Regions from separate parts of the Canis lupus genome. Here region 1 is linked to region 2. Evidence: chromatin contacts called from public Hi-C data. All regions are on one chromosome and are shown on one strand. Each heading gives the region's core, a stretch centred on a gene start, on an enhancer-like site or on the middle of the called end of the contact. The rest is flanking DNA. Distances are from core to core; before and after follow the strand shown. Region 1 overlaps HIVEP2 (transcription factor HIVEP2). Region 2 has its middle 240 kb from the start of HIVEP2.

Region 1 (6,699 bases), core at 4,163-6,662, 180 kb before region 2:
GTGTAACTGAGAAAGTTATAAAAGTAGCATTTAACTCTTTACCTTCTATATTATTATAGTACATGATAATAGGTACTAGTGTGATACCTAATATTTTGTTAAAATTCTTCTTGTGAGGGCAGATGAACACAAATTTGGATTCTCTTTTGGAGATTTCCCCGCAGTATAATGTCAAGAACTCTAGACATGGAATTATCAACGTGATAGTGTTACCTACTAACCATGTTATTTCTTTGCCTTTCTGAAAAATGGGAATAATAAAATTATTGGTCTATCTTGAGTTGTCTTGAAGATGACTTTAAGAATGTGAAAATACAGAACAGAAATGAAGCATTATTACCAAATATTGCTGAGGGCCTCAGATCCTGTCCCTTTAGCACATGTGGTATAATAAAGGAGACAGGTCGTATATCTGAAAGCAAATTTCTTTTTTTTTTTAATTTTATTTATTTATTTGAGAGAGAGTGGGAGAGAGCACAAGTAGGGGGAAGGGCAGAGGAAGAGGGAGGAGCAGAGACTGACATGGGGCTCCATGCCAGGACCCTGAAATCATGATCTGAGACAAAGGCAGATCCTTAACCAACTGAGCCACCAGGCACCCTTTGAAAGCAAATTTCAACATTACCCGATGTTGGTGTCAGAGAGATTGTATACTACAGTTATTGATCACAATGAACTAATGAATCCTTTTATTATAGATTATAAGTGGATGTGTAATCATCCCTGTAATAGTTATTCTTTTCCCTATAGGCATTTACCCAAATTGTCAAGACTCATGTACAGTACACCTCATATTTATAGGACATTATGTACTATAATACAGAGGTAGAGATTTAAATGTTATTTTTATAACTTTCTCAGTTACACCATTTGCACTGCTATTTATATATCTGATTTATCTCCTCCAATTATTACAGATATTTGTGAGTTGTCTTAATATTACCATTATTTGACAGATAGGAGGTCAAAAGAATTTCACGAGATCTCATGGAATGTGTGAATGGCAGAGCTGGAGTTTGAAGGAAGGTCTTGGGCTCCCAAATCCTGTGCACTTGCCACTGTAATCTTTCTCTCTGTGTTGTGGTGGGGGTTCCATTCTCTGAACTGTATTCTTCATTTGTTTCTTTAAATGACACCATCATTCACTCAACATGTATACTCCATGTGGAACTCTGTCATAGGATCTTCTCATACTTTAGGACTTAATCTCTTTGGATAGAGTGAATTATTTGGGGTCTGATTTCTTTAACAGGAGAAGTATTGACCTTGATACTTGAAACTTACAAAAAAACTGATTTGCTTGGAAGGAGAGGGGACAGCACCTAGTGGGGGAAACCACTGATATCAGAGTTGCAGTAAATCTTCGCAGTTCAATAAGGGAGTCCTCTGACCTCATGGGGCTATTTATGTTTAAATTATATTAAGATTAAAAAATCAGTTCCTCTGTCACACCAGCTGCATATGGTTACTGGCTACACGTATGGCACTAGACAGCTATATAGATATGTGTCTAGTCAACAGCCCTGAAACAGATAATTTTGTTGTCTGATATATGTATGTATGTACAACTGATCATTGGAGATGAAATTATTGTTACACATTTCTACTTAAGACATAATAATAGCTACCATTTATTTAGTACCTTCTCAATGTATGTCATCTGTTGTCTTAGGCACATAATGTATACTATTCTTTTTAATCCTGACACCATTTTTTTGGAACCTAACATTTAAAGAGGTTATGTAATTGCCTAGGATGGCTGTGGGTTGAACCCATTGGTCTGCCATGCTGTCTCTTTATGTAGTATAGTGGAACTACATTTGGAGTTGTTGTCAATGCATTGTCCTACCATTTGGTCCACTTCAATTCAGCAAATGCCGGGAGCTGGAGATGCAACAAGCAACAAAGCATAGTCTCTCATCTCAAGCAGCTTCAAACCTAAAAGAGTTTAGACACATAATGAATAATTATGATCATGTAAGATGTTCTCTGATGCAAGACTTCATATGATGCAGCCAGGAGCCATTGAAAGGTTTAATCCGATGAGTGCCATCGTCAGATTTCTGTTTTATAAAGGTTACTTGCAGTATTATAGGATAGTTATTGTATTTACCTAGGGCAAAGTACATGGAAAGCTAAGACTGAGGTCACAGTGGTGGAGTTGGAGAGAAGAAAGACAAGGGCATAACTTGGGTAAAATTGTCCAGCTTTTGGATTAGAGCTGAGAGCAAGGAGAAGTTAAAGATGACTCTTACATGTGTTTGGTGAAAGTTTGGCCTCATCAAAGGAGATTAGGTGTAAGGAAAAGGTTGTACGTGTGTATATGTGTGTGTGTGTGCTCACACATGCTCATGTGGGTGTGTTGCATGGTGGGAAAGGGTGAAGACAATGGCTTAATTGACTACAAGTCATAAAATGTTCAGAAAGCAATCATAACTGTTAAGTGGAAAAGTCTGCTGTTAAACAATGAGACATTTTAAGTATGTGATTAAATAAATTAAAAATAAACAGAATCCTGCAATAATATTGAGACTGGAAGGGAGAATTAACCTTATAGTCTGAATGGAATGGGTCTGTCCTAGGCTGGGCCCAGGATAGTGAACCAGGGATGCATTTTCCCTTTTTTTTAATAGAGCCACAGCATTCAAAAAGATTTATTATCCTGGTATTCTATAGTGACATAGAGGGAGGATATAAATATGGCTTTTAGAAAGAGCCTAATGTTGAAAAAGCAGATTTTTTTTTTGCTACATTGTCTTCAGTGATGCTCCCCAAACCAACCCCAATGAAACCAATGATTCTGTCCAGATCATTAAATAATCTGGTCCTAATTTAGTAAACAGGTGATTGTGCTGTTTAATATTTCTAAAAGATAAAAGTTAGCACTGCCCCTTGACATAGTTTTTGGCATTTCTTAATATCAAGCAGTGTTTAGCTTCTTTGTTGCAGCAGAAAATAATATCACAGACTTAACTAATTATAATGGTACCACAGGTTCTACTCTAGGGTGAGGAAGTTCCATTTTCTTTAAAAGAAAATCAGTTGTGCTGGTGATAGTAAATTTTAACAGGCATAGAATTACCAAAACCAGGAGTGCTGATGGAAATAATTTCTTATGGAATTCAATCTGTGATCTCTGTATTGATAGGTTATGTCTGTGCAATTTTAAACAGTGCCAGCTTTGGAGATAGGCTTTGTTTTGAAATTATCTGAGGTCCTCAATTCAGACCTGACCATCATAGATCACTATGACAGAAGGCTGTCAAATGTATGATGCACGATGAAACCTGATTATTTCTGGGTGCCCTGTCTAGTTTTTGAGCTATTTAAAAACATGAGCTTCTGTAAATTTCATGAAACATTTTTGGTCTCTGAGTCAGTTAAGTACATTCTCTCTTCTTCTGCAAATACAAATATGTCTTATTATCTTGTCTGTTTGATTTTTTTCCCCTTAAAAAAATTGTTATTTTCTTGGGATGCATGGATGGCTCAGCAGTTTAGCGTCTACCTTTAGCCCAGGGTGTGATCCTGGAGTCCCAGGATGGAGTCCCACATCGGGCTCCCTGCACGGAGCCTGCTTCTCCCTCTGCCTATGTCTCTGCCTCTCCCTCTGTGTCTCTCATGAATAAATAAATAAAATCTTAAAAAAATAAAAAAAAATTTCTTTATGCATTTTCAAAAATGAATAATGAAACCTTATGAAATAAAATAGACCCTAGATTTAATTTGTTTTATTATTCTACCTTTTATGTGAATAATTAATTGCAGAGCTGTTGATGGTTTTTACAATATTTGTGAGTGGGTAAGGTAAAGTACACGTGTGTTTCTTCAAAATTGCCTTAGCAATGCTCAACTAGAGGGCACTAGTGAACATTTCCGCTTAGATTCTTTAAACTAGGCCACATACTGTTGACACATATGCACAGGAGAGAAACGTGAATGCTTTGCGAAATCTTAGTACTAAAAATAATTTTCACTTGTATTTATAGCAGTGTTATCATACTTGAGGAAAGTGATGTAGAACCTATCAGTATAGGAAGAAAAATGTCATCTGGTTACTGTTGCTGGAAGTGTACCCTGTAGAATAAAGCCCTTACATTTGTCAAAAGTTATGGCAATGTTGCTAATAGGTATTTGCCAATTTTGGGGGTAGGATAGTTAGTATTATTAAGCACCGAGATAAATTCTCTCACAGAGAGATGTTCCATAGCTAGTACTTAACTGGGTAACAATGTAAATCTGTCCACTATTAGGAAAGGATTTATAATGAAGACTAACAAGTAGGGTATGCAAGTTCGGGGGCAGAATTTTGGGTTATGTCATAGACAGTTGCCTTTATTGTTCATTGTGTCAGCACATTTGCTTAATGGAGACCATGAAGGGAACATTTTTATATATTCAAATATTAAAATGTGCAAAAATCCAACATTTCTAATATGAAAGCTATGTGAAAAGCCCTTTCTATGCAGGGTAACTATGCATATGTTTGAGTGGGAGGAAAAAGAGAACAGATGACTTGAAACTATTAAAATTGTTACACATGTAAAAAGTTAGTTTCCTCATAAAATAAAAAACCAGGATTTCAGTCTTAGTTACCATGTTACTTGTCACTCAATTAAAATATTTGTACATAGCATTTCGTTGATTCATTGATTCATTCGCTTATGTGGCAAACAGTAATAATGCCTACTATGTGTAAGATACATAGTAGGTGTCTCTAATGCATGTGATCATTATTTCCATAAGGGATCAGACCAATACGGGAAAAACATAATTGTGAATACGGCATGCAGAAGGTCAGTGAAACATATAATTAAGCTTCGCTGTCCTTAGAAACATGTTTTAAAAGGATATAGAAGCAGAACTGCAATATGTGTTATTTTCCTAACATCGATTTGGAAAGCAATGGATGTTGTTTTTCTTTGGGCCAATTATCAAGGTTTGGAGAGCTTGCTTTTTAAAAAAAAAAAAGGAATTGTTATATGAGGGAGGACACAAATAAAAGAGATTACGTGGCATTTTATAAGATAGTTGGTGGTTCCGTTTAATGCTTGTAAAGTCGTGTTAAAATTTACTAAACTAAAATTTACTAAGTTATTGCAGGCACTTATTTAAACCAGTGATTTGTGGTTTTGTCTGTTGAGGAAGCTTAAAACTTCAACTCTATCCAGCCATTAAACTGCAGCACGTTGACTTCAGGTCTCTTGTAAGAAAGTCTAAATGTAGGCTGTTGAATAATCCCTTTGAGGGCCCTGTAACTATTTTTATGCCTGGATATGCGTCATCAGTGGGTATTTTCTCTGGTGACTTGCTTACATCAGGTCTCCTACCATACATTCTATCAGTGAGTGACTTATGATTGATGGGAACCACGGCTGTTGTTTAGCTTTATCTGTGACCTCAGCGAACGGACAACAGGAATTTCCAGGCTGTTAAATTCTCTGAATGCTTGAAGACAGGGGCTCACGGTGTTGATCCAGGCAGGTAGCAGAGTGCTATTATTCACCAGCGGATGATGGGAGGAGGGACGAGAGAAGAAAGGGGAGGGAGAAGGAGGGGAAGGGAGGGGGAATTCCTTTTGTGAACAGCAGCAGTTCTGGCTCAGCTGGTTCCTTAGCCCGAGAGGCTGTGTGTGGGGAAAGGTGCACCGCCGGGACCGAAGCCCAGGAAGCGGACAGTCAGAACCTTGCTGTGGAGGCACCAGGGGCTCTGCGGGGTTGGCGGGGAAGGCACCGAGTTCTCTTTAATGAGTTGGGCTTTTGTTTCTCAAATCAGCTAGCCAGATTCCATCGGCGAGAGCCTGGGCTGTCAGGAACCCGTGTAGCACTAGGGGCTCTGAACCGAAAGGTGTGCCAGCGTTCGTAGAGATACGTGGGAATCTGTGCTGTCTTTCATCGGGATATGTTTGGAGGGGATTCTGAAAGTTTGCCTGCACCTCACATCGACATGCTTTGGGGAGTAGAGCTGGGCACCAGTGGATGCGCGTGGAAGGGATTTTAACTGTATTCACAACGTTTTCGCATTTTCTTCTGTTTCCCCATGTCTTTCTTACACCTGTGAGAGTGAGGCTCCTGAACTCTCTATGGAGATTGATTCACCAGCCTGTCAGCAGCAACATTTGCTTCCCCATGCGGGAATCCATCTCCTAAACTTTTTTTCCTAGTCCTGTCTTCCTGTCTCCTTCTTTCCTGCCTCTTTCTCTTTTCATCTCCTCTTCTCTCTCTCTCTCTCTCTTTCCCTGATGGTGCTTTGTTTGCAAAAGTAGTTCTTAACCTTGTGCTAAGTTAGAGAATAGCAGGTTCTATTTAGATGGGCTGAGGTACACACGTGAGTCAAACCAACTCTGCTTTGCCTGTGTTTGCAGGCTATCCTTTCAGCAATGATTTTGTTTTTTAAATGACAATTATACAAAATTAAAACACTCCTTTTAGTGTAAAGCAATTACAACATTTAAGCATTTAGGCAAAATTGGTTTTCTGATCTTTTAAGACTATTTCTTTATGGAAAAATAACATTGATTAATTTGGCTTTAGCTAGTCTTGTTCCTTTTTTTTTTTTTTTTAATTTCCTAGAATGAAGGCATAGCTCCTTGATGTACAGATTACCAAGGCTACTTATCACTGTAACTAATTTCTTAATGGCTTGCCTCCTAGGAACCAAATTCAGAAATACATCCCAGAGCCTAGGACCCTAAACCAG
Region 2 (6,199 bases), core at 2,140-4,639:
ATTGTGACCCTCAATTGTGAGAGATACCTTTAGGCTATGTAGGTATTTCTACCTCTCTAGGGCTCTCAAGAGGCCCCTTCACAAAAGAAAGGTAATTGCAGAGTGACAGAAGCCATACTAAAAAACAAGAGTTTTATTAGTTCTCTGTTTGTCCATCCCAGAGAGGGAAGCCAGTGGCCTTCTCTGTGTGCTGCTCTGGGGAATCCCTAACTTGGGTTGGGGAAATGGACTCATGATCTAACACTGGACTCACCTGTTGGTGAGCCTTTTATTTGACTCTTACGGTTGTTTTTGAACATGTTTCACATTCAAGAAACAGAGGGAATAATATAAGAAACTTAGAGGACCCTGACTAAGGAGGGAAGGTGCTCTGATTTCTGCCTTCTCTCTCCCGGCGAGTTTGGGCAAGTTATTTGAACTTCCTAAGCCTTGGTTTTGTCCTTCCTATTCCTTTTTTTTTTTTTTTAAGATTTTATTTATTCATGAGAGACACAGAAAGAGGCAGAGACATAGACAGAGGGAGAAGCAGGCTCCTTGAAGGGAGCTCAATGCGGGACTTGATCCCAGGACCCCGGGATCACACCTTGAGCCAAAGGCAGACGCTCAACCATTGAGCCACCCAGGCATCCTCCATCCTTCCTATTCCAATGAATAGGAATAATAATCCTTAATTAAGAGATTAAATGAGGCAGTGAACGTCAGGTTCCTAGCACATAGTAGTAATTCAGTAAATGGCAGGAATTCTTCTTGACTCAATTTTTCACAATTTTATAAATAAAAGTAAATAATAAGAGGGAACATGAAACTTTTTTTTAAGACTGATTCAAGGGGAGGGGGATCCCTGTGTGGCTCGGCTGTTTGGCGCTTGCCTTTGGCCCAGGGCGTGATCCTGGAGTCCCTGGAGTCCCGTGTCGGGTTCCCTGCATGGAGCCTGCTTCTCCCTCTGCCTCTCTCTCTCTATCTCTCTCATTCTCTCTCTCTCATGAATGAATTAAAAAAAAAAAAGACTGATTCAAGAGTGAAGGCAGGAAAGAAAAATGCCTTTTTAATATTTGGGAAAGGATATAACATGAAACACTGATGTTAAGAGGAAGCATCCATTCATTACCTTCACGCTTGCTCTAAATGCTCTTGACTCAATTTGGTGAAGCTTCATTTCATGTTGGAATACACGGAGTCAAATTTCTCTCCTTGAAGAGTTTGGTGATTAGCCTTGGCACAATCACTGAATGCCATGATATGGAGTTCTGTGAACAAGTTCTTCAGGTTCAATAGGGAGTTGAGATCATCCAAGATGCCCTGACTTCAAACAATCTCAAAACTTCTTCAGTACCATTTTATGTCTTTTAGAATCTAGTAAACAAAATCCCTAACTCTATAATGTGCTCAGGTAGTTTGTAATAAGAAAAGAGCTTTCCTGTTAAATTTAACAGTTTGCATTGAAAATAATCTTGGGAATGAACATGTACCAGTCCTTGTCTTTTTCCATCGGTAGCAATATATACATTCCCAAGCAGCCTGGATAATGTTGATCTTTTACATTTTTTTTTCTTAAAATTTATTTTGTCTTTTTCATAGTTGTTGTAACAGTTGCTTATTGAGAAGTAAATGTCAGTTAGGAAGGAGTCATTTGCTAATATATCTAGTTGAATGGGACTTTGAGAAGACGAGGGCTTCGAATTGCCTGTTGCTCTTTTTCAGCCTGTATGAGGTTTCTGTAGCTGTTAAAACAAATTACCACAAACTCAGTAGCTTGAAACACTACAGTGTTATTATCTTATGGTTCTGGAGAGCAGAAGTCCAACACAGGTCTCTTTAGGGTAAAATCAAGGTGTCTGACAGGTCTGGGCTGCTTCTGGAGGATCTAGGGGAGAATATGTTTTCTTACCTCTTTCAGCTTGTAGAGGCCACACTCCTTGGCTTACAGCTTCTCTCTCCATTGTCAAAGCTAGTTATGTCACATCTCTATTACCCCATTGCTCTTTGGTCACAGCTGGGAAAGGTTTTCTGCTTTTAAGGACCCATGTGATTAGACTGGACACACATGGGTAATCTAGGCTACTTTCCTTACCTCTGGAGCCTTAACTGAATCACACCTGCAAGGTCCTCTTTGTCAGGCAAGTAACACATTTGCAGGCTTCAGGAATTAGAATGTGAGCATCTCTGTGTGTGGGGTGGGGGTGGTAGTGGCAATTCTGCCTACCTTAAAAGAACAAACGGAATTAAAATTCTGGCAAAAATTGCACAGGGAACTTCTAAGTGTTATCTTCACTAGAGAGAGTTTGGAGGTGGCTTTTAGAGAAAACAAGACTGTGGGTCCTTGATTGAGTTCTGTGGACAGAGCTCAGCCTTTATATGTCATAAAGGCTATTACATGGGAAGTGGGGTTCTCCTTCACACTCAAGACATTCTCTTCAATTGCCCTCCAAGGATCTTGGAAAGAATGAGAGAGTGTGAATGATTTGGCAAAGGTCCAAGGAATGGGGTCTTACCTAAGAAAGTCCCCAGACCGTCTGGACAAGTAAGGAAGTCTAGGCAGCTTCAGAGATGGCCTTTCCTGAGAGGGATGGGTTTGCCAGAAAGGATGAATATCTTGCTTCTGGCAATCTCATCATGATGGTAATGGAAACAGGACAGTGTAGCTCTGATTGGATTAAAGAACTGTAGGCAGCTGCAGAAGCTCCAGGAATGGGTAGAGGCAGTGACCCCACCCCTACCCCCACTGGGCCTCCAGCAGGCAGTGTGGCCATGTGGGGATGGTGCTAGAGTGGTTGAGTCTGTCTCAGTGAGGCTGATGCAATTGGCCTTCTTAGAGCCTGAAAGCATCTGGACCCAGAGGTGACTGTTCTCTTCATGAAAGTAATATGTTGAGCATGTTCCAGGATTTTTCCTGTGTTCTTCTCTCCAGCACACCTTCTCATGCTGCAGATGAGGAGGTTAATGAGCAGAGTAGAGCTGGGAGTGAGGAAAGAGGAAACTGAGGGGGTGATGGGCTGGCCTGGGTGGTGTAGAGTGAGTTCATAGCTCATCCCTCCACAGCCAGTGATCTAGGACAGACGCCCTTTCCAGGGGCCAGTGGGGTTTGAGCAGGATCCTGAGAGAGGAAGCAGATCAGTAATGGCAATGATGATCAACTGCAAACAGGGCAGGGAGGAGGCAAGTTAATCAAAAGAGGTGGTTGGGGGCACCTCCTCATCTTGGAAAAGTAGAGGCAGTCTTGTGTCAGAGAGGGTCTTTACTGGCTGTTAGTATCGCCTAAATTATCTGCCGAAATTATTAGTGTTAAATCAATGAATGGAGAGAAGAGGAAATTGCTGAGAAGGTGTAGGCTGAGGTGCTGTGACTTTGTTAAATGAACATTTGTTAAACAGAGCCCTGGGGTGCTGGATGGTGAGCCACAGGTTCAGCAGAACACCACAAGGGAATTGAAATAGAGAAGCTGATTACCCACAGGTCCTGGAGGAGGTACATGGCATGCCTCCAGGAGCCACAGGGGGATGGGTGAGGCAGGGTGTAGGCAGAGCATGAGGCAGGACCTGGGTTTCATGTCTTTAGGAGGGTCGGGGGGTGGAATGCTTTGGAGTTGCCAGGCTAATGCCGGTCTGGTCTATTCAAGCCAGAAGGAGCCAGGTTTTGGTAAGATTCATGGGGCTCTCCTCTAAGGGATACACAAGGGGGAGGCCGTGGGAGGTGGGATAGACTATTTATCACCAGCGTGGTTGAGGGAGTCACACCAGGAACTTTCATTTACTTGTGGCCCTGAGAGCTATTTTGTCTAGGGCACATGCTTGGAGGAGGGGCTAGTGTCAGGCAGCTCAAGACCCTCAGGCCACTTGGCCACACAGAATGGATGCCAAGGCAGAAATATTATAGAGTAGTTTAGTTAAACTCTCAACATGAAGGCTATTGAAAGGGGATTGAATCCAAAAGGTCCTAATTTGTGCCTTTGGGGAAGCATACTATAGCAGACGTGCAATTATCTTTGTTTTGTTGTTGTTTGCAGCAGTCACAATTTGCAGAGTGGCTGCTTCATTTCAGGCACTGTGATAAAGTACATAGACTTAGAATTCAAGTAGCCTGTGTTCCAATCCCAGTACTGCCACTTATTGTTAGTATGACACAGAGCAACCACCCAAACCGCACTTTCCCATCCAAAAAATAGGTATAATATGATATTTTGTAGAGATGTCATGACTAAATGAGCTGATATATTTAAAATGGTTGGTGCAACGCATGGCTCTTCACAATAAAAAATGCTAGCCAGCCTCATGGGCAGCCCGGGTGGCTCAGCGGTTTAGCACCACCTTCAGCCCAGGGCCTGATCCTGGAGACCTGGGATTGAGTCTCATGTCGGGCTCCCGGCATGGAGCCTGCTTCTCCCTCTGCCTGTGTCTCTGCCTCTCTCTCTCTCTGTGTCTCTCATGAATACATAAATAAAATCTTTAAAAAAAAAAATGCTAGCCTCTTTTTTAAAAAGTATTATTTCATAGGTAAATATTTTATAGACTTACTTTCAGTAGAATATTATCATATATGAATATCTCAAGGTGAATGGGTTTATTGAACAAGGCCTTACCTGGCAGAGCTTTGATAACAAAGCATAAGAGGAAAATTTGATTCTGGGTGAGAGAAGGGAGAGACTGATCCCAAGTAGGGAACATTAAGAATATGCCCCATGATTGGCCTTGGGGATCCTGGGGCCTACACTACTGATACAGGAAGGCTTAGCTCTTGTCTCATGGAGTCGAAGAATGAATCTCGAGGACAACAGAGAGTGAGTAAAGCAATAGAAGTTATTAAGCAAAGATACAGAGAAAGCTCTCAGAAGTGAGAGGGGTCCCTGCCACTGAAGGCTTGTAGTGAGAGTCTTTTATTGAGAACTGACTGGGAAGCTTGTGGCCTTGAGATTCTTGTGCTGTCTTGGTTTGAGGTAGGACTGGTGATAACATCTTTAATGGCTTACTTCTTCTTTGGGGTCTGGTTATTCTTTGTTGGTCACAGATGACTGTCATAAAGAGACCCCCTCCCCGCCCACACCTAGGGCAGGGTGGTCCAGCTTGCTTCCTTATCTCTGGTTTACTTACACCTTGGAATTTTTGGGATTTCTGTGAGCCTGATTCCGTAGCCCCCTACCTAGCCCTGCCTAGGCCTGTTTGTCCCTAACTCACTATGAAGCACTGAATACTTTATGGTACAGAACAGTCGAAGTATACTAATCATACAATAGAGACTGCTATCTAGAACTCAGCAATGTAACAAAATTCTGGTTCCCAATGTGTGAAATCTAATTGTGTTTGCTTCTGAAATAAAAAAGAATCCCGGTTGAGGACCTCCACTAAGCAGTTCTACAACGTCTGGTGTCCTTCAGCTTTAAGATAAAAGTGTAGGGCAAAAAGATCTCTAATGTTCCTTCTGTGTCTAACATTCCAGGACTCTAAAATAATGCTAGGGCCAATATTATGTATTTCTTTTTATAGGAGTTCTCTTTGCCTGGGGAGAGCAAGACCATATGCCAAAAACATTGTGTAAGTCAGGTCAATTAAGAAGGATTGCTCCTTCAGTCTTGGGTTTGCTTCAGCAAATCTTTAGAGCTGGCTCTTTATTTATAACTCTGTAGAGGACCAAAACAACCCTACATCTGACTAGGGTGTGGAGAAGCAAAACATAGTTCAGATGCATTCCTAAATCATGAATTTTTCTCATTGACGTACACACCATCACAGACAGTGCAGCTGCATGTCATAGATTTTTGGGGCTTGATTATAAACAACCTTCGACAGACATCCCTGAGAGAATGGCGAGGAAGTTGTCCCTGTGACACAGCTGATTCTTCTCCTCCACAGAACTGAGGCTAGCGATCTTAAGGACAAATATCAGCACCAGCCCCAGAGCCTAAGGAATATAGGTTGTTTAGGGACTGATTGAAAATCAGTCCTTAACATTCCTCATTTCTACATGTCAAGGAATGCCAAGACTTGGAGCCAGGCATTCATAACATTTAGGAATTATATCCTGTTTATTTGGATGCTTGGTATCAGACTTTCTCTCGACCCGGTGCTCCAATACTCTCAGACACTGTCCTTTAGCTTCTGGAACCTTCCAATCAGCTCTAGATTCCCTAGTCAACTGCTACCAGAGTCTTACAGTTCATTATCCTATCTCCCTACAACCCACTCCAAATTTAAACTGAAAGATTATT

What was found. A called contact is a pair of places that touch in the nucleus more often than the background predicts.
Region 1: a contact with region 2 is called in a Hi-C map of blood, with 2.1 times the contacts expected there. The contact joins two enhancer-like sites.

What each region holds. Positions count from the first base shown.
Region 1 is chr1:34,735,069-34,741,767 of UU_Cfam_GSD_1.0, reverse strand. All of the region lies in intron 1 of HIVEP2 (transcription factor HIVEP2), which reads left to right. Among named protein-coding and RNA genes, the nearest start is that of HIVEP2, 60 kb to the left of the region's middle. Within about 2 kb of position 5,412, at least 12 of the 20 cell types and tissues checked have an H3K27ac peak or open chromatin away from gene starts, as enhancers often do. A contact at or near this core is called in blood, where this site is marked.
Region 2 is chr1:34,553,786-34,559,984 of UU_Cfam_GSD_1.0, reverse strand. No RefSeq gene overlaps it. Among named protein-coding and RNA genes, the nearest start is that of HIVEP2, 240 kb to the left of the region's middle. Within about 2 kb of position 3,389, at least 2 of the 20 cell types and tissues checked have an H3K27ac peak or open chromatin away from gene starts, as enhancers often do. A contact at or near this core is called in blood, where this site is marked.